Linked DNA regions of Mus musculus: regions 1 and 2 are each linked to region 3. The links are chromatin contacts, called in public Hi-C and Micro-C maps. All regions are on one chromosome and are shown on one strand. Each heading gives the region's core, a stretch centred on a gene start, on an enhancer-like site or on the middle of the called end of the contact. The rest is flanking DNA. Distances are from core to core; before and after follow the strand shown. Region 1 has its middle 57 kb from the start of Gm41255. Region 2 has its middle 94 kb from the start of Gm41255. Region 3 holds the start of Ghr (growth hormone receptor).

Region 1 (4,082 bases), core at 309-2,808, 88 kb after region 3:
CTAAAAGATGTTGGCCTCATTGTTGTGTGCATATGTTAGTATTCCCTAATGATGATTAGTCCAGCTTCTTTCTTCCTATAAATAAATGCTATTAGCCTCTAGAGATGCTGATGGAACAAAATCTAGTGTTCTTAGGTAGTTCTATAATTTTAAGTATTACATTTACACATTAGAAAAATGAGAGCCTGTTATGTAAAGAAGTTTGCCCACATATACCCAACTAAGGTCATTGGACAGACACTACTTCTTCTAACGAAAATTCCAGAAAACCCCTTCTGAGGAAAAATAAGTTGTATTAATTTTGTCCTACTATTCTTTTGTGCTGAGTAAATTCAGTTACCTAATGGTTCTTAAATTTCAATATGTGTCAAGATTGTGGAACTTGCTATAAACAAAGTTGGTGGAATTAACCCTCTTTCCCCGGGGGTTGCTGATAAAGTGAGCTTTGAGGGAGCTTAAGGAGCTACATGTCTAACAAACTTCCCAAGTGACAATGATGATTCTACTTCACAGACAACACTTAGTAGTCTCCTTGAATAAACCTGGGAAGAATTAATTCTTGCCCTTCTTATGTATTTCTACTTTAAAGCCAGATCACTCATTAGCTTCTCATCATTTCTCAGTATGATAAGATCTCAATGAAGATCTTATATGCACCTTCTTCAAGGGGATTCTATTACAATACAACAAGATATCAATCAATTAAAAGAAAAGAACATATATGAACAAGTCTTGATTATCACAGCTGAATGAAGCAAAGACAGCTAATATAGAAAAATTTTATTCTGTGAAAGCAACAGCAACTAACAGCAAAAGCTAAGAGTGTTGGTAAGTATAGGTGAGGGGGGAAGGCCCTACACCCAGGTGCTTAGATGTTCTTTGCTTTTCCAGGTGTATGCTTCAATAGGCACTGAGCTACAGAATCGAAGTCATGCAAGTTCATCTGATGCTATCTACTCCCCACATGAAAATCTGAATTAATTATGTGTAGATTCATGCAAACATTGATGACAGAAAAATAATACTGTATTAAAGAACTCAGTTGACTTTGTGTCCATAAATTCACAAGATGCTCCTATTGGTCACAAGCTTCTTTTGCAACTTAAAATGAACAAAACTTAATTAAGAATATCATAAACAAACCAGAAATAAGACAAAAATGCTAAGCTTCCTTGACTCTAATGAATAAGAAACTAATTCAATAAAGTTTATTTTTCTTGGATGCTCTGTGATTTAAGTTGTTTTGCCTTTTTCTTGGGAGAAAAAGCAAGTGTCTCAGCTCAAAAGATAAAATTTTAACTGAGAAGTGATGAGCCAATATAATTCACACCCCACCCTCTCACCAATCATCAGTAAACATGATTGAAGTGGTTTTCCTGCAAGAAAAAGCCCTAAAATTCAAGACTGGGAAAATTTAAACCTGATGTTTTCCATTCCTTCCAAATCTCCTGTCTGTTGCAACACTTGACTTTTTTGTTTTCCCTCTGCATCTGTGCCCATGGGTTGCTGGACTTCTGGCCCTGTGGTCTCTCTGGTTATCTGGGCTTAGAAGGCCTACGTAGGGCATGGCTGATACTGAGATCACCCTACCCCTCCTCTCCTAACCCGAGTTACTCACTCCCTTTCGTGCATGTGTTCTGTCTCTCACTGAATGTTCTTATGTTTGTCAAAGTTGTCATCATTCTCCAGACAGCTTCAAACTTCACAGAGAATTCTGCCAACCTTTTTGTTTCTCAAGTCTACTCTGTTTCCAATTCTCTCCATTCCCCTTGACAATGGCTTTTCCATCTGTCTCCTGCCTTGCACTGTCTTCTCATCTGCCTCGCTCTGCCCACTCCAAACCATTCCCAGTTCATAATGATGCAGATCACAGTCATACATAGAGATTTGGAATCTCTCCCAACACCCCCCATGTCTCTTAGCTGAGTAAATCGATTTAATTTCCAAAGCCATGAGCCTCAGTTATATACAATTTCTCTTCTAAAATATGAATATTAGCACTCAACCATAAGTTGTTAGAATAAAATATGCACAAACTGTTTAGGATAGTATAGGACACTTGATAAATACCCCTAAATAGTGTGACTATATAAGATATCATTTGAGTGGCCACAGTCACAAGGCAGACATGAGTGTTGGAGTGAACATGAAGATCTTAGAACCATTCAGATGCTCTGCTCCAGAGAAGGTAGGGTGTTAGACAACCTAAGAAATGGCATGCACAACAAGGAGATGAGAGAGGGCTATGAGAATGCCCTCATCATGCACTTGTAGGACAACTTTCATCCAGTCAAACAGGACCTCAATGAGCTGGAATGTCTGAACAACTTGGTATACAACCCATCAGAAAACCACCCTATTCACAACATTGGGGTGATAAGCTTGGATTCCATGCAGACCCAACATCTGGCCGTTTTAATCAGCAATCCTTAAAGGACTCTACAAAACATATGGGCCCAACTGCCAAGCATTGACTGAAGGCTCAGCCCACCACTCTGGCTCTACTGCCTTAACAGGATATTTCAGGAAATGTCTGTCCACTTATCCAGATTCAATGGGACTTCAGCAATGCTTCTGAAGACCTTGAGAAGGGGGTTAAAAGTGATCAGTAATCATGAGGAGTCTAGTCTGCTCATTGATCCCACAATAGTCAAGGGGGTAATGAAGACATCTACACAGTAGATGGTAAGCTTGACATATAGTCCTAATGCAACTATTAGGAACTCCAGAAGGGGACAGACCATGCCACCATTACCTGGCTCCACAATTAGCTACCCCAGATGTAAGAAAGAAGTTGTGGTTAAGGTCCTTTGTGACTTGGTTAAAAAGTTAAATATAGCATTATTTCAGGGCCATGCCAACAGCTGCAGAAAGTTTCTGCAAGAGGGCTTTCCCCCAACACAGAGAGACTTCTGAACTCTGGAAGACTTCCATAGCATCTGCCAGCAATGACTCGAGTCCAGCCACTGTCCTGCCAATAGCCCCTGCACCTTTCCAGATTAGCACTGCCTATTCGTCACACAGAGGGCATTCTCTCTCTACACATTCTTGCAGGCAGAATTGTCATGTGTCAGCAATACATCATGGAAGAATGGTTTACAATATGCTCTTCCATTTCATAGGTGTGCTAGCATCTCTGAGAGTTGCTATCCACCACCACCCAGGTCTATTGTTCTCTTGGAGTGAGCCATTTATTCTTGTGTTGGGTTGCCTGATTGGTTCTTGTAGACAATAAACTTTTGTACCCTGAAAAAAAGATATATTTGAAGTGGGGGGGGGGGCAGTTTCTATAGACTATCAGTTTTCATATGCCATGTACATATATGTTCATGTTATATTAATAATATATAATATTTTACCTCACAAAATCATTACTTTAAGTGTCACAAAATCTAGATCGATCTTGCTTTTGAAAATGAAAGTTTGGACCTTTTGGTGTAGGTCAGGACATACTGTCACTATTCAAAGAGGAAATGACCATGGATCTTCGGTATCTCTCCATACTTTGGGTGGGAGTTCCAGGAGTACAAAGCTTCAATACTTGTTACCTAACATATACCACAGTTATGTTTTCAGCAAGCAACCTTGAAGGGTTAGACAGTGATTTCAAGACAAAGACTAATCTTGAATTTTTCCATGTGCTAAACAGTAATAATCTCCTTGGCTGTAACACAAAGCCTTTATATATGTAGCAACTACTTAGACTCCACAAAACATAGGGACAAATAGAGCTAACACAGATGTTCTGCTGTTTGTGTACCTTGCTCTACTGTGAGTAATAAGTTTCCTTTCCTCTAACACAGAAACCTTGTATCTTCTGGTGAAACCATAAGCAGTACGATATTTGGGTCTCCATTTCTTATAGTTTTCATGAAAAATGCTTATCTATTGAAACATAATTCTTCTTTTGTTGTAAGAGAGTTGTTTGATAGTAAATCAATGCTTGTGAATAAATCATAAATATCTTGCATATAATGTGTGTTTTAATCCTTTGTGTAACCAGAATGCTACTCTAAAATCTGTGTATACATATACATATATAATAAATATAGTGTATATATTTATTACATATATACTTTATA
Region 2 (4,223 bases), core at 211-2,710, 120 kb after region 3:
GATGGAGAAAAGACAGCCCAAATTAGTGGTCCTAGTAAAAGGGAAAATGGGCTGAATATGAAAACTGTATTACTGCCATGGATTGCTTGGGGATGGTAGTCGGTGTTGTTATTTTAATACAGAGGTATTTAGAGAAATATCCATAAACTTTTATTACGTGTTGAAAAACATAAATTAGAAGACAGTTCGGTAAAATACACATTGGTATTTCTTGTGCTTTGTACCTACAACCCTCTTGAGTCATCTGTCTCAAGCTCTGGGCTGTAATACATCTGCAAACAGCCTGGTTTCATGTTCCACTTGCATTTCTATGATGCTTCCTTTCCTTTCCTTTCCATGCTCACTTCAGATGTCCAGAGTTGCAGTCTCTCCCATAGACTCCTAAAACTCTATTATCTTGCAAGAATGAATGTCAGGTTGCCTTTACTTTTTAAAAAGTCCCTCTGTGTCTCAAACACGGCAGCCTTGTTTTATCTTATGCCACAGTCTAAACCACTCACCTGTCTTTAATACTTTCCACTTATTTGGGAATATCCTCTGTTTCACATTGTCTGATGTTTTCCCCTTCATATCATTCCACTCCATGCCCCATTCAGGAGCACATCTAAACCTGCTCCAGAACAACTCATAGGTATCCGTGTGTATTTGGCCCACGGTGAGAAAGAACACCTTCCAAAACCAGGCACCAGAGAACCACAACAGACTGGCGCAGTGTTTGACTTGCAAATTTCTTCGAAGAAACACTTCATAAAATTCTGGCTGTGAGCTAGAAAGATTCTCTTTTGAAAAGCAATCTAAAAAAAAAAAAAAAAAAAAAAAAGAAAAGCAATCTGTCAGCTGCTGGGTGGCTGCTTGCTATGTGCACTGGAGTATTTTCCCTCAGAAGAAGGCAGTGGGAATCTGATTAGAGGAGAGTAACCAGTGGAGCTACTCAGACCAACCAACTTCCTTTTCTCCCTTCAGTCATATGGAGTAAATAAAGAAACAAAAATTTTCAGTGATTTGGCTAACCCTATTTGTCATCTAAAAGAAACAATTTACAAAAACAAAAACATTGTTTAGACAAAAGAGGGGAAAATGTTGTTTATCTAGGTCACATCGGTTTGACAGCACAGTTGGAGCAGCTGGTGTTTTGGCTAATTTCCCCAAAAGCCAACCACAGAGGGAGCCCAACCCATAGGTAACAAGTCATAGATATGTAAGGCATGATGGAGCTTGTTTGGGGGATTTAGAAGAATGCAGTCAAATGTCATACTACAGATTCCTCTTAACTGGAGAAGCCCGAGGTAGTCTGAGGGCAAATTCAAGTTACTCACAGGAAACATTATACAATATACAAAGACATCCATGGGTGACTCTTGGAAGTGCTTGAGAAAAGCTACAAACTGGGCTCTGCAAAGTGTGCTGCCATTCCTTCTTTCTACACAGTCAAGAGCAAGAGCCCAACAGCCTCCCTCCTTACCGCAGGGCAGGCGGAGGTCACTATGACTCAGGATAGACACTTGCCAATAGGAAAGTGAAAACAGACCCAACCGACCGGATTGCAAAAGCTGAAGGAAATCACACGGCAGAGGGAATAACCAGCAGAATGTAGAGAATTCACCACGTTATCATCAACAGTTTAGCTATAATTGATAGTATCAGGTTAGGGGAAACAGTACAACACAAGACTTCAAACGTTTTCTTCCACAAAAGTCAAATGTTTTGCAAATTAAGTGTCTTTCCTCTGTCTTAGTTGATGCTTGAAGGAAGGAGTGTCAGTGAGTACATTGTAAGTGAATGCCTTCAGCAAAGAGCAACTGGAAATGAAAAGTGCATCTTCGTTATATTTATTTTTTAAAAAATCTTCATGATAAACTAAATGTGATAAAATCGATAATGCCCAGAAATACGTTAGAGATGGATTTCTATGGAACTACTACCAGGGAGTTAATGTGATTGTCAAATATTTAGTTTATTTCCAGAACAAAATCTACTTTTCTGATACGGATTGTTCTTTATGCCTGTTTTCAGTATGCCAAGAGAATTTCCCGAGGACTTGTACACTGAAACTCAGAGGTCTCTGCAGTTTATTTTCTTAAGCTGTTTTACTTTGTATGGTGACATTTCTTAAGACAGATGAGAGCCAATGTTTAATAAGTGGTAAATGGTTATTTCTTTCCCATTTTCCAGGAGTTTATGTGAGAGTTCCTCCTAAATGTCTACTAGAGTTGACCATGCCTTAAGTTATGGAAGGCCTCTCTGTTTTGCATCTTTTCAGTCCATTCTTCTGTTTGGAGAATTTTTACTACTCTGTGTTCATGTTCTTCCTCTGACTTGTCATCTACTGTTAAACCCTAATAATTAGGGCTTTTTGTTTGTTTGTTTGTTTGTTTGTTTGTTTGTTTTAATTTACAATGATGTCTTTGGATAATAATCCAATAATCCCATTTTCTTTGATATTTTCTTAGTTTCCTCAAATAATTTCATGCTTCTTTACAGGTTTAAGCATGCTTCCAAAAATCATTTTGAAGCCCTTATCCAGTAATACCATCATTTCTGTCACATCTGGACTTTCTCATTTTATGCTGCTTGTGGACATTGTAGGATACTACTTTGATGTTAGCCTAAATTTTACTTATTTAAAGACTTTTGATTTGGAGTACATGTGTTAAAATTTGTTGTGAAGTAGTTTAACCTCAGTCTCACCCCTGAGGTAGAACCCTCCTTCCATGTCTATTAAATATCTAGCTCTTTAGTAAGGTCCCAGTCTGGCTACACAGAAGTCAAAAATCTGGAAACTGTTCAGTTTGCAAATCATCTTGAGAGGGTTTTTCATCCTAACACACATATCTTTGTGGTAACCAATAGATGACAGAAAGATTTTTTGATTTCTTCTACGTAATCCCCCGCCCCCTTTTCATTGCTCTGACCCACCCCACTCTAATTTATGACTCTTGGATTCAGGAAACAAAATGCCCAGCTTTTTATTCATTTCTCCTCCCTGAGCTCCAGGACAGAAAGTCCATCCAGGCTGCCTGGACATTCTTCATTTAGTTTCCTTTTCTCCAAGATCTCAGCCAGTGCTACCTTTGGCATAATGTCTAAAAAAATGTTCAAAAAGATATGGTGCCTCATTTGTAGCTGCTTACAGAAGGAAGACAGGGACTGGGTGTAATTTGTCAGAGCTAGAAAATGAGAGACTCTTGCTTGCCTGGTTATATCTGATTTAAACAGTCCTTTATTGTCTCCCTGATACCAGTCAGAAGCTCATGTTCAATAATCATTCTGACCCATAATTCTTTTTCTATCCCACTTTGTTGCAGACTTAGACACAAGGTAGGGAAAGCTTTAAATACCATCACATCTGGCTTTGCAACTCTTCAGTTGATCACAAAATGTTCAATTTATCAGCCCCTATATTTCACCCTTTAAGTATTTTACCTGCTAAGATGATCATTAACAGTGGCTGCCAAGTTTAAGTCTGAAAAAACACTTACTGGATACAAATCTTGAGATGGGACTCACAGGAAAAAATGTATTTTAGCTATTATTCTATCTTTATCCATTCACCCTGTCATAGAAAAATACCTTATGCTGGGTACTTATGAACAATAAATGTTTATTGCATAAGATTTTAGAGGCCGGGAAGTGAAAGATCAAAGAGCTAAAGATTTGGCCCTCTGTAGTTCATTCTCTGCTTCATTTATGGTGACTTCTTTTTTCATTCTCACACTGAGGAAGGGATAAATAAATATCTCTGGGCCTATTCTAGGAAGACATTAATCCCTGGTCATGAAGTCTCTGTTCTCATGATTCATTATCTCAAGAAAAGTCCCTCATTTCCATACTGAGCATGGGATTAGGGTGTAACATTAAATTTTGGAGATCACAAATAGACCCTCCTATACTCCAGATGATAGCTTTCCAAATGCCATTACAAAGCAGTGTGTTAAGATTCTTGATAGTTTCTTCAATCCTTCTCCTAACTCTTCCATACGGGTCCATGACCTCAGTCCAATGGTTATATGGCTCTAAATATCTATATCTGTCTCAATCAGCTTTTAGAGGGGATGGCAACGCCACAGGAAGACCAACAGTGTCAACTAACCTCCTGGTAGTGTCAACTAAGCTCCCAGGGAGCTCCCAGAGACTAAACCACCATTCCAAGAGCTACGTGAGAAAAGACTCCCTCAAGCTGTGGTACCAGGAAAGTGGAAGAAATGAATCTATACTCTGAAATC
Region 3 (4,395 bases), core at 1,387-3,886:
CTCACTTCACACCTTGCTCATTAAGCATGGCCTTTCCATGGTATTCAGGAGACCAAAACAGTAATTTCACTGTGATATGTTTATTCCCAAAAGAAAAAGGAGAGATTTTTGAATGTAGGTTGACCAATTTTTTCCTTTAGACTAATGTGAAGCCAAAAGTTTATAAGGACGGAAGAAGGCAATGAAGACTGGATAGGGCTTTGTAATCTACAAATGATAATTGCCCAGAGTTTCTTGGCAAGCATGCACCCTTTAGTCCACCCAGAGGTCTCTATGGAGGGGAAATGAATGGCTGGAGACCTCTTGGCATCTAATCTCAGAACAGGGCTTTGCTTTTCTCAAAAGGAAAAATAATGTCCCAGCTACAGAATATACATACATACTTGTATACAGTCATAAGCACATACATATGTATATGTGTGCCCAGCATATATGTTATATGTATGCATATTATATATGTATAATATATACATATACAATATACGTGTGCACATTTAAAATATACATATTGTATATAATACATATATAATATATAGTTTATTGTACATATATAATATATAAACAATGTATAATCTCTGATACTTTGTTTCTGTTATTTTACTTAATTTCTATGTAACATTTCAATCTGTGAATATATTTCAGTAGCTGCCACATCAAGAATAAGGTGATACCTCTTGTGATCTATGTAGAAAACAGCTACATAGTTCTAGTTGCTACCACAGATCCAATTTCTGTAGGAAGAGGTAAGCACTGTCTCAGCTACATCCGGGGAGTTGAGGAGGAAACACCCTCACTGAGACCTCTTATCCCCACCCGGACACAAACAGCAGCACCCGGGAGACAGACAGATCCACAGTAAATCTGCTCTGGTCTCTCAAATTCTGTAACCACACATGCATACCTCTCCTAGACATTTAAATGCCCTCCCACTCAGCTTTCCTGAGAACTCCAGAAACCCCCATTTCCAGTCCTCAGACCTTCCAAGGCAAGTTAAGTTAGGTATTTTAAAGTCCAGGAAATTTATTCCTATTCAGGAACAGCTGTGTCTTCTCAACTCTCTGCCTTCCCACTACCTTTCTCTGTCAGGCCAAGACCTCCTGGAGATACAAACAGCAGGCAGCATCTCTATGGTTTCTTTCTCCCACTCAACACCCTGATTCAGGAAGCCAACACACCTCCCAATGCGCTCCCACACACGCGTGCAAACATACAGCACACATACATACTGCACACCTCTTCAGCACACACATCAGAGCTCACCACGGAAACCTGCACCCTGGTCCCAGCAGACGTACTCCCCGGTGCTATATATAAAGTCCTTGCCCAGAAATAGATTTCCCCACGCACCCACAAGCGGATAGTCCCATGTTACAACCACTGCTTGCAGCCAGCTCTCTCCCTCTCTCTCTCCAGACGTGACCCGACTCACCCGCTCAGCTCTCAAGACTCTGCAGTTCTATCAGAACTTTGAGCCTGGTTGATTTCATAACCACGAGTGTGTCCAGCGCCGGGACAGTTTGGCTTGCCACAATTTCCACTCACCCCAGTTCATGGAGGCTCTGGCGTCGGTGACTCTGACTCCAGCTCCTCTGCTTCCAGCTTGCAGCTGCAGCCTGCACAGACTGCGCAAAGGCAGAGCGCTGCGGGGGTCGCGTGCTTCACAACCCACCCTCCGGAGTCCCTCAGGCCATCACACCCAACCAGGAGCTCGCTTCAGACAGCAGCAGCAGCTTCCACAGTCCTTGCTCCAGGTTAGCAGGCTGATGGTGACAAACACACTCGCGAAACTTTTAAGACCAAGAAAACAGTCTTAGGAAGAAACCTCTCCTTGCATCTCACAACCTGGTTGGAGCAGGCTCCAGGCTGGGACAGTTCGCTTGCTGCCCCCCATTCCTTGTCGCCCACATCAACTTTCAGCTTCACTCAGCACCAAGAACAACTTACACACACACACACACACACAGGCGCGCGCGCGCACACACACACACACACACACACACACACACACACACACACTTCTCCAGGACACGGAGGATCGGGTTACACCAACCCATCAGCAGAAAACAACTTTTGAGAAGGGAATACAACCCACTCTAAACTCATCAAAATAAAATAAAATAAAATAAAATAAAATAAAATAAAATAAAATAAAATAAAATAAAATAAAATTATCGGGGCAAATACATAAAAGTGACCCCAATTTTTCACAAGCAGTTGGCATGCCCGGGTCTACTCCCAGGTCTCCTGGCACAATGTGAGGGAAATAAGAACTCCCCTCCAGTACCTCGGAGTTTCGCCTCGGGAGACAGAACGCGGGTTCGTGTCCGCTTGGGGGCTGCTGGAGCCGAGGCCTCAGGCCCGCGTGGACCCAGCCCGGGATCCCCGCGGCTGCCGGGGTTCAGTAACAGCCGTCGCCGCCACCGCCGCTGTAGCAGCCGCCTCTGCCAGTGCCGCCGCTCCCTAGACCGCCTCCTCTTCCCATGGCTGCGCCCTGCTTGGCAGCTCGTGGGTTGTCAGGCTTGGGGAGGAGGAAGGGGGCGGGGTGAAACGGGAAGGGAGGAGGGGAGGGGAGGGGAGAGGAAGAGAGGGGAGGGGTGGGAAAAGGCGGCTGGCGTTCGGCTCTGCGAGGGACCCGCCGCCGCCTCGGGGATCCAGGCTGCCTAGGGGAAGGGCAGCGGGAGCTGAGGGCAGCTAGCTCCGGGGCCGCTGCGGGGAGGCTGAACGCCGCCCCCGCTACTCAGTCCGCAGGGCTGGGATGAAGCTTTCTGGCGAGGAGTTGCGAGTTGGTGCGTGTCGCTCTCAATTGGGCGGCAGGGCTCCTCCTAGAGGAAAATATTGGTAGTTGCGGGAGACTTCCCTCCTCTCCACCCATCGGGTTCCCCCAAAGAAGGCAGTATCTAGAAGTCCTCAAGAACAGGCTGTAAGTTCAAAGAGAGCAGTGCACCTCCTGCAGGTACAGGAAGAAGTAGCCTTGGGAAGTGTGATGAGTCTACTAGGCTTTTTTTTTTTTCCATTTTTTTTATTTTTATTTTTTAAAATATTTTATTACATATTTTCCTCAATTACATTTCCAATGCTATCCCAAAAGTCCCCCATACCCTTCCCCCCCACTTCCCTACCCACCCATTCTCATTTTTTTTTTGGCCCTGGCGTTCCCCTGTATTGGGGCATATACAGTTTGCATGTCCAATGGGCCTCTCTTTCCAGTGATGGCCGACTAGGTCATCTTTTGATACATTTGCAGCTAGAGTCAAGAGCTCCGGGGTACTGGTTAGTTCATAATGTTGTTCCACCGACAGGGTTGTAGATCTCTTTAGCTCCTTGGATACTTTCTCTAGCTCCTCCATTGGGGGCCCTGTGATCCATCCAATAGCTGACTGTGAGCATCCACTTCTTGTAAGACTATGCCGGGGTGTACTAGGCTTTTATCTGTCTAGTTGGTTCCAATTTTCAAACTCCTGCTCACTGGGACATTAAAGACATTCCAATCCGAGAGGTTAAAATAAAAAAAGTGGAGACAAAGTAGGTAATTTACCAAGAATGCATGTTTGTTTGAAGAGAGCTATGTTAGTACGGAACACAGGTCTGCAGGGAAGGCACGAATAAGGTCCAGCCTGAGGTTTGTCCTTGTTTGTGACCTAGAGAAAGACACAGTTTGTCTATCAGACAACAGGCTCTTGCTACCTAGGTCCATTTTGTTGAAAAAAAAAAATTAACCAAGATGGGAGTTGTCAAAGCACTTCTTAAAGTCAGAGTGCTGTGTAAGTATTGTCACGAAGCACCAGACGGCTTCACCACTCTCTTCTCCAGGCATAGAGTACAAAGGTACAAAAGTCCAGCCCCGGGGCTGTCTAGCTGTCTTGTATCTGGTGGAGCAACTGGTCATGTGGTCTTTTTACTGTTTGCTTTGTTCTGACAGCTAGTTGTAAGCTCACTTATCTTTAACCTTCCTAACAGCCTCAGCTTTAAAAAGGACCCCCACCCCCTCTTTTCACTAGCTTTCAGACCCAGAGTCACAGTAAAACGTTTAAGCACTGCAAAAGAATAAAATAAGCAATTCCACACTAAGGTGATGGATGGGGTAGAAACGGAGAAACAGAGGACCAAACTCTTTGGAACTTCTGTTTTCAAAGTAACCGTGCAATTGGAAACATTCTCAGCATCTTTTCTCATGAGCCCAGCTGTGTCTCAGCTGTCTCTTATGCATCTAGCATACGGAAAGGGGAAGAGATTCTGGAGATGATATGGATCGTGACTCTGCCAGTCAGGCATTGGGGGTGGTCTGGTTACTGTCCTTGAACCAGTCCTGTGTCACAGGCAGGCTTTCTCTAAGACAATCTCCCTCAATCCCTTGCTTTCCATGTTAGGATGAAGCAGTAGGGGTGCTTACTGTCT

The links. A called contact is a pair of places that touch in the nucleus more often than the background predicts.
Region 1: a Hi-C map of 3T3-L1-derived adipocytes shows a contact between it and region 3, with 3 times the contacts expected there. The contact joins the enhancer-like site here to the promoter of Ghr in region 3. A contact is called at or near these places in 3 of 39 promoter capture datasets (the 3T3-L1 cell line and liver), 5 of 484 Hi-C or Micro-C datasets (the 3T3-L1 cell line, 3T3-L1-derived adipocytes, the C2C12 cell line and 2 more) and 1 of 9 other capture datasets (adipose tissue).
Region 2: a Micro-C map of brown adipocytes shows a contact between it and region 3, with 3 times the contacts expected there. The contact joins the enhancer-like site here to the promoter of Ghr in region 3. A contact is called at or near these places in 4 of 39 promoter capture datasets (the 3T3-L1 cell line, 3T3-L1-derived adipocytes and liver) and 12 of 484 Hi-C or Micro-C datasets (the C2C12 cell line, adipose-derived mesenchymal stem cells, brown adipocytes and 7 more).

Annotation. Positions count from the first base shown.
Region 1 is chr15:3,669,858-3,673,939 of GRCm38.p6, forward strand. It overlaps the pseudogene Gm18420. Among named protein-coding and RNA genes, the nearest start is that of Gm41255, 57 kb to the left of the region's middle. Within about 2 kb of position 1,559, at least 10 of the 459 cell types and tissues checked have an H3K27ac peak or open chromatin away from gene starts, as enhancers often do. A contact at or near this core is called in 3T3-L1-derived adipocytes, where this site is marked.
Region 2 is chr15:3,706,396-3,710,618 of GRCm38.p6, forward strand. No RefSeq gene overlaps it. Among named protein-coding and RNA genes, the nearest start is that of Gm41255, 94 kb to the left of the region's middle. Within about 2 kb of position 1,461, at least 69 of the 459 cell types and tissues checked have an H3K27ac peak or open chromatin away from gene starts, as enhancers often do. A contact at or near this core is called in 3T3-L1-derived adipocytes, the C2C12 cell line, adipose-derived mesenchymal stem cells and 6 more, where this site is marked.
Region 3 is chr15:3,580,716-3,585,110 of GRCm38.p6, forward strand. It overlaps Ghr (growth hormone receptor), which reads right to left and starts at 2,637. Exons shown (of 11, transcript NM_010284.3): 1 at 2,285-2,637. RefSeq lists promoters at 2,373-3,846, 2,373-2,557 and a cis regulatory region at 2,693-2,827.